Regions from separate parts of the Mus musculus genome. Here region 1 is linked to region 2. Evidence: chromatin contacts called from public Hi-C data. All regions are on one chromosome and are shown on one strand. The core of a region is the stretch at or near the end of the contact, and the rest is flanking DNA. Distances in the headings are between cores, read along the strand shown. Region 1 overlaps Zbtb20 (zinc finger and BTB domain containing 20). Region 2 overlaps Zbtb20 (zinc finger and BTB domain containing 20).

Evidence for each region. A called contact is a pair of places that touch in the nucleus more often than the background predicts.
Region 1: a Hi-C map of liver shows a contact between it and region 2, with 3 times the contacts expected there. The contact joins two enhancer-like sites. A contact is called at or near these places in 5 of 39 promoter capture datasets (the HPC-7 cell line, embryonic stem cells, hippocampal neurons and 1 more), 8 of 484 Hi-C or Micro-C datasets (liver, nephron progenitors and peritoneal macrophages) and 1 of 115 datasets of contacts at active chromatin or transcription factors (intestinal villus epithelium).

What each region holds. Positions count from the first base shown.
Region 1 is chr16:43,168,355-43,171,223 of GRCm38.p6, forward strand. All of the region lies in intron 2 of Zbtb20 (zinc finger and BTB domain containing 20), which reads left to right. Among named protein-coding and RNA genes, the nearest start is that of Gm25873, 44 kb to the left of the region's middle. Within about 2 kb of position 1,362, at least 16 of the 459 cell types and tissues checked have an H3K27ac peak or open chromatin away from gene starts, as enhancers often do. A contact at or near this core is called in liver, where this site is marked.
Region 2 is chr16:43,068,571-43,071,355 of GRCm38.p6, forward strand. All of the region lies in intron 2 of Zbtb20 (zinc finger and BTB domain containing 20), which reads left to right. Among named protein-coding and RNA genes, the nearest start is that of Gm25873, 56 kb to the right of the region's middle. Within about 2 kb of position 1,496, at least 18 of the 459 cell types and tissues checked have an H3K27ac peak or open chromatin away from gene starts, as enhancers often do. A contact at or near this core is called in liver, where this site is marked.

The DNA.
Region 1 (2,869 bases), core at 112-2,611, 100 kb after region 2:
AAATAAGTAAATGAAAAAAAAGAAAAAGAAAGTAAAAAGGGATTTTGAGTATATGTTCAGTGTTACTGGAATGTCGACCTGGAGACCCCAAAGATCTTCTGAAATCTTATGTATACAACCCATAGAACAAGATGACTACAAGTGAAAGGTTTGGGTTTTTTTTACATCTTTATATCTGTATTGAAGTAGAAGATCTGGATTCCATAATGGAGTCCAATTTATGCTGAAGCAGACTATGTTCTCCAAGCAATACTTGATTTTATTTTTGAAGACTGGAGAACTCATAAAAGCCCAAGAGCACCCTCTAGTGAGACTTTTGTGATAGGCCTAGGGACTTCCTCTTGACCTTCACCATCCCTTTCTAATGACCTTTAATTTTCCAGTGTGTGCACCCTGGCTTCCTACTGTCTGGCCTTAGTGATCAGCAGATCCCAGCGAAGGCGGCAAGCTTGGAAAGTGTCTCCGAGTGAAAGGGCTAGGACCTGGGGTCCATCGTTCTCATGGCTTTGTTTTCACTCATAAAAGACCAGTCAATGGCCAACTAACTTTATTGTCTGTTAAAATGGTTTTCAGAACTAGTTAAGGGAACATAAGCAATAGAAGTCTGTAAATCATTTGTACTCTGAGATCTGCTATAATACAGCCAGGAGCATTTTTGTATTTCCAATATGAGGAATATGGCCAAGGTTATTAAGGTGATTTGGGGGGATGACGACCATGTGAGGAGTAGATAACAAAACTCTAGATTTGACCAGAGTATACCATATACATTTATTTAATGATTAAATTGAATTTTATAAATAATTGATGAGCATTGAAAAATAAATACTTCTAAAATGTAAAGAATGAGTAAATATAATTATATATGTACTCTTGTATTTTAGAAAGATGAATATAAAGAGACTGTCTTAACTGTGTTAGTTTGAGCTGTGAATATGTCATTCACTTAGATTAGTAACTGTTATATAACAATTGATACAAGGTTAATTATTACTTGAATTTATAAACAAGTTGACATAAAGTGCCACCGTTGGAAGGGAACTTAGAGATCTAGATCTTTCCACTTCAGACAAACAGAAGCAAAGCCCTGGTGTACCTAAATGTTAAGCAACTTGGCAAGATGGTTCAAGTGGATAATGGCAGTATTGGGCACAACAGAGACTCCTTGTGCTCATTTTAGTGTCCATATGCTACAATAGCCCCATTATTAAAGAGGCTGTAATGTGATCACATACGCTCATTCTCACTGATTTTGGACAATTCTTCATGCTTAGAGTGAAAGTGTGTGTCTTACTAGTCCCTCTCTTACTCTGTCTCCACTCTTGTATAAGGGAATAAGTTACTTTCTGGGTTGCTTCCAGACAGGAGATAAATCCATGGTTATGTAATGAGATCTCTTTATTCTAGAAACACTGTGCCACACTGTTTACTTGTGACTGACCCTTCAGTCAGATTAATATTCTAGAATTACTAGAAACTGTTCCTGTGAGACTCTGCTTCTGATTCATGTGTTCTGATAGTTTTATCTGTTAGTGTTCACAGAAGTATTATATAATCAAATTTTAAAAGTAATGGGGAAAGCTGTTGGCATTCATTAAATTCAGTGTCTGTGTTGAATGTTCTTATCTAATTTGGGAAGAAAACAAGGTATTCTTGGAATTATCCAACAGAAATCAGATCAATAACTCTTTTAAAAAGACTTTTAGGTATATGATCTGATTTCTTGAAAATAACCAAACTGTTTAGCATACTTATTTTACTTTAGTTTTAGGAAATAACCATTCTCTTTGTGTATTTGTGCTTTAAAATTACTGTACAAGAATTGGCATTTTGGCAAAATGTATCCCATAGTAGTTTAGCAGGAGTCTGTGCTCCAGTCAATTCTCAGTTCATTACCACAGTTTACATCTTGGCTTTAATAATTAAGACTTAGTTATAATAGTCTTAATAGCTATGCCTTTCACCATTGCTAATGTTTGGGAGATGAGATAACTATATGTGGTAAATCAAGGCACAATGTCTTAATTTCAATTGTAATAAAATATAGCTAATTTAGTGAACTTCATTTTCATTTCTTTGCCTGCTAAACAATTCCTCCAATGTAGTGGGATTTGTTTTGTTTGTTTAAGAATATAAAGTGAGTGATATTATACATATAATATCACTTCTAGTGCTAGAACTGATAATGGCTATCAAGGAGGCCACCCTCTTTGACTTTTAGATGAACAAACTGACACTATACAAGAAAAAGGTATTGGAAATGTGTGATTTTATAACTTGAATTTCAGCAATAGGTATATTGTTATTTTCCTAAATATAGTTGACTCTGGAGAAACAACTATTCAGTTTTACAGGTACTCTGACCCAAAAAACTAACCAACATTGTGTTTCTATGTCTAGACTATACACACTACATTAAGCCTGGTCACATGCTAGCACAGTGCAGCATGTCTGCCTGGCTGGCTTTCTAATTCTTGTCAGTTCACAGTGATGTTAAAGACCACATTGAAACCGTAAGTGACTACTGTTAAGTCTATTTCATCATTAGCTGCAAGTCTAAACAGTCACAGTAATGAGGCGGCATGGACTCTGCATGGTCTACTAAATATTTTTAGGAAGTGGAAACCCCTTCTGGAGTTCTGAGAGAAACATCACTACGAAAATGCCTTTAAAAGTACTCCAGCATAAACACTGCAGTGGAACATTTCATTAGCTTTTCGAGAACAATAAAGAAATGTGGAGCATAATAGGCTAATATGTTTAAGTGGCCTTGGTAGAACCCTACTTAACTCAGTGGGATTTTCTGCAGCATGCAGAGGTGAAAAACCATTGCCTATATATGCATTTTGTAAGACTGCCTTCTTCCTCA
Region 2 (2,785 bases), core at 246-2,745:
CACATTGTAGGCAAAAGTGTTGGTGCTTATATTTCTCCTTCAGTAGCCTGAAGAATATCTTCCCACACCAAAGCCACTAGAACATAGGGGTGAAGGTTTCATGTAAAATATCCCTTAGAATACTTAGTCATGGAAGTAGTTTATAGTCTGAATTAAATCTCCTGGTCAGGCCACTTTTCCTGGGCCCCAGATGAGACCATTTTAATGCCCTGAGTGAGTTAGCAACTTTCTTTACTAATAGTTCAAGAGGCATCTCTAATTCGACTCTACAAGTAAAGAGCAAAAACATTTCTCTATTCTACAACATGTATCTGGGCCCATTAAATTTTCATAGGAGAATTGTGCTAACTAGAAGTCAACAGAAAGACATAGTCAGAAAAATTTTATACTAAGTATAATGGCTAATCTTAGTTGTTAACTTCACAGATCTGGGAGCAGCACACCTCAGTTGGGGCATGTGTCTGTATTTGTGAAGTATTTCAAATACTAGTTGATATAAAGCGGGGCACGGTGCACTGTGAGCAGTGATGGCTCTAGCCTAGAAAGATAGCTTAGTAACCTTGAGGAAACCACCCAGTAATCACTACAACACTGTGCTCTGTCCTATAGCTTCTGCTTCAGTTCCTGCCTTAGCTTCCCAGGATGATGGACTGTCATCTGTAATCCAAACAAACTTTTCCCTTACCAAAATTTGTTTTAGACAGTATTTCATAGAAATAAAGAAATCGAACTTGTACACATACTAAAGGTAAAATACTCTCTATCTTTACAGTACACTCTACTGTTGTTCTCTTCAGTAATAAGGACAGTACTTTCAATGCTGGGTTGTGTTGGTATGGGGGGTATTATTCATGTATTGTTTCATGGAAACTGTTCCCTAAACATCTAGCTCACAACTGCCTCTTGTATCAGTTTTTGGCTATAGTGTTTTGTGCCCAGTAGGCTTTCTTTATCTTTTGGATTTTGGTTTAGTTTAGTTCCTTAGTTTATAACAATACGATATCCTCTCCCTTTTGTGCAACTATGATGCCACTAGCAGGGCCCTGTAAGGAAATGCTTACTTTATGCCATGCCGGGGACTGTGCTTGTTTTGTTATAGGCCCATAAAGGGAAGCACCGTAAATAATCCTGTAGGATATTTAGATAATCACTGTTCTAAATACAGGGAATATGGAACTTCCTGAAATCTAATTGTCTGGTGGCAAATTCTAAGCACTTAATCATCCTACCTGGTAACTCTGGTACTGCCCAGAACACTGTACACCTGGGCTAGGGCCAGGGATCACAGGAATTGCTGGTTGTTTATTTGTCACCACATCACAAGAATGGACCCAGTTGACATCAACCTTGTAACTATTGCGTAGGACTGACTTTAGAGGGAATAAAATTTATGACTCTAGCCCAGATTGAAACTGACTAGTTAGAGACTCTGTGAGCGGTACCATTTTATCTGCCTAGCAGAAATGGTCTGCCCTGTCTCATTTTCTTTCCCTGGTGATGTAATAACAGTGTCTTCTGGAAGGATTAACAAGTAACTAACTATTTACTTAAGTGGCTGATAAATAACTCTAGTCTGTTAATAATTGTCCATGTGTTTCAGGTAGCTCTGCATAATCTAAGGCAGTCTTACATACCCCCCACCCTACATTGGTCAGTGTTTCCTTGATCTCCTTTTATGCCAGATCACTGTTAACATGAAGCAAATCACATAAATAAAAAATGTAAATATTTAAAATAATTCGTGAGTGTAATTTGTAAGTGATGCATGCTAATGAGTCTGAGCTGTCAGTCAGTGCTACATATATGTAAGTTTTCACTTCACAGTATGAAAGAATAAACATGACATAAATTTTATGTGTCGTGCTCTATTTTTTTAACACATGGTGGTGATAAATGCATCCGCTTGCACACAGTAGATGCTCAGTGAATCTTGCTGGTTTAGTGAATAAATTAGTCTGTACTAGATACAACAGATTTTCAGTCCTGAGTTGTTCTTGCTGTCATTTCACTCTGCATAATTTAAATAAGTTTTACTAAAATGATTAAAAATGTGTTATTGAATTACTGTGTAGATCCTAGAGTAATGGGATGACAACGACCCTGTGTGTACCCTGATGAGGAGACAGAGTGTGTTCTCTGTAGGCACACCTAGTGGAGTTGATGTGTGATTGAATTAATCTATTTCTCAAAGAAGAGATAGATTTACTACTTCCATATGGCACTTTGTAAAGTTTCTTTTACCTCTACCTTAACAATTGATATTTTATTACTATAAAAATAAAGTTTATAATCAACAGTTAGCTATTTATGAACCTAAGTAGAGTAAAATAGTTAATAATAGTTTTTAAATAGTTAATAAATACTCTTATTCAACAGATTTTAGATGTTAGATTCAAGGTCCAACGTCTTAGTTTTTATGTGTATATATTCTATTTTTATATCTTCATTGTCACTACCCTATGCACTTTAAATTATACACACTTGCATAATGTACAATTATCCTATACATTTAAAGATTCCATAAAATTTTAAATGTTTAAGGTATATCAGGAGTTGCAGAAAATACTAGTTTATATGGCTTGATATACATTACTTATTTTCTCTCATAAGACATTCAAATTTCTTATAATTTTTCAGTACCATACAATTATCTTCTATGTTTATTTATTTATTGTTTAATCTGTATATTGTGTACATGTTTGTAGGTTAGAACCTGAATCAAGGCACAGGTGTAAGTCAGAGGACGAACTAAGGAGTCAGTCCTTCTACCATATGGATTCCAAGG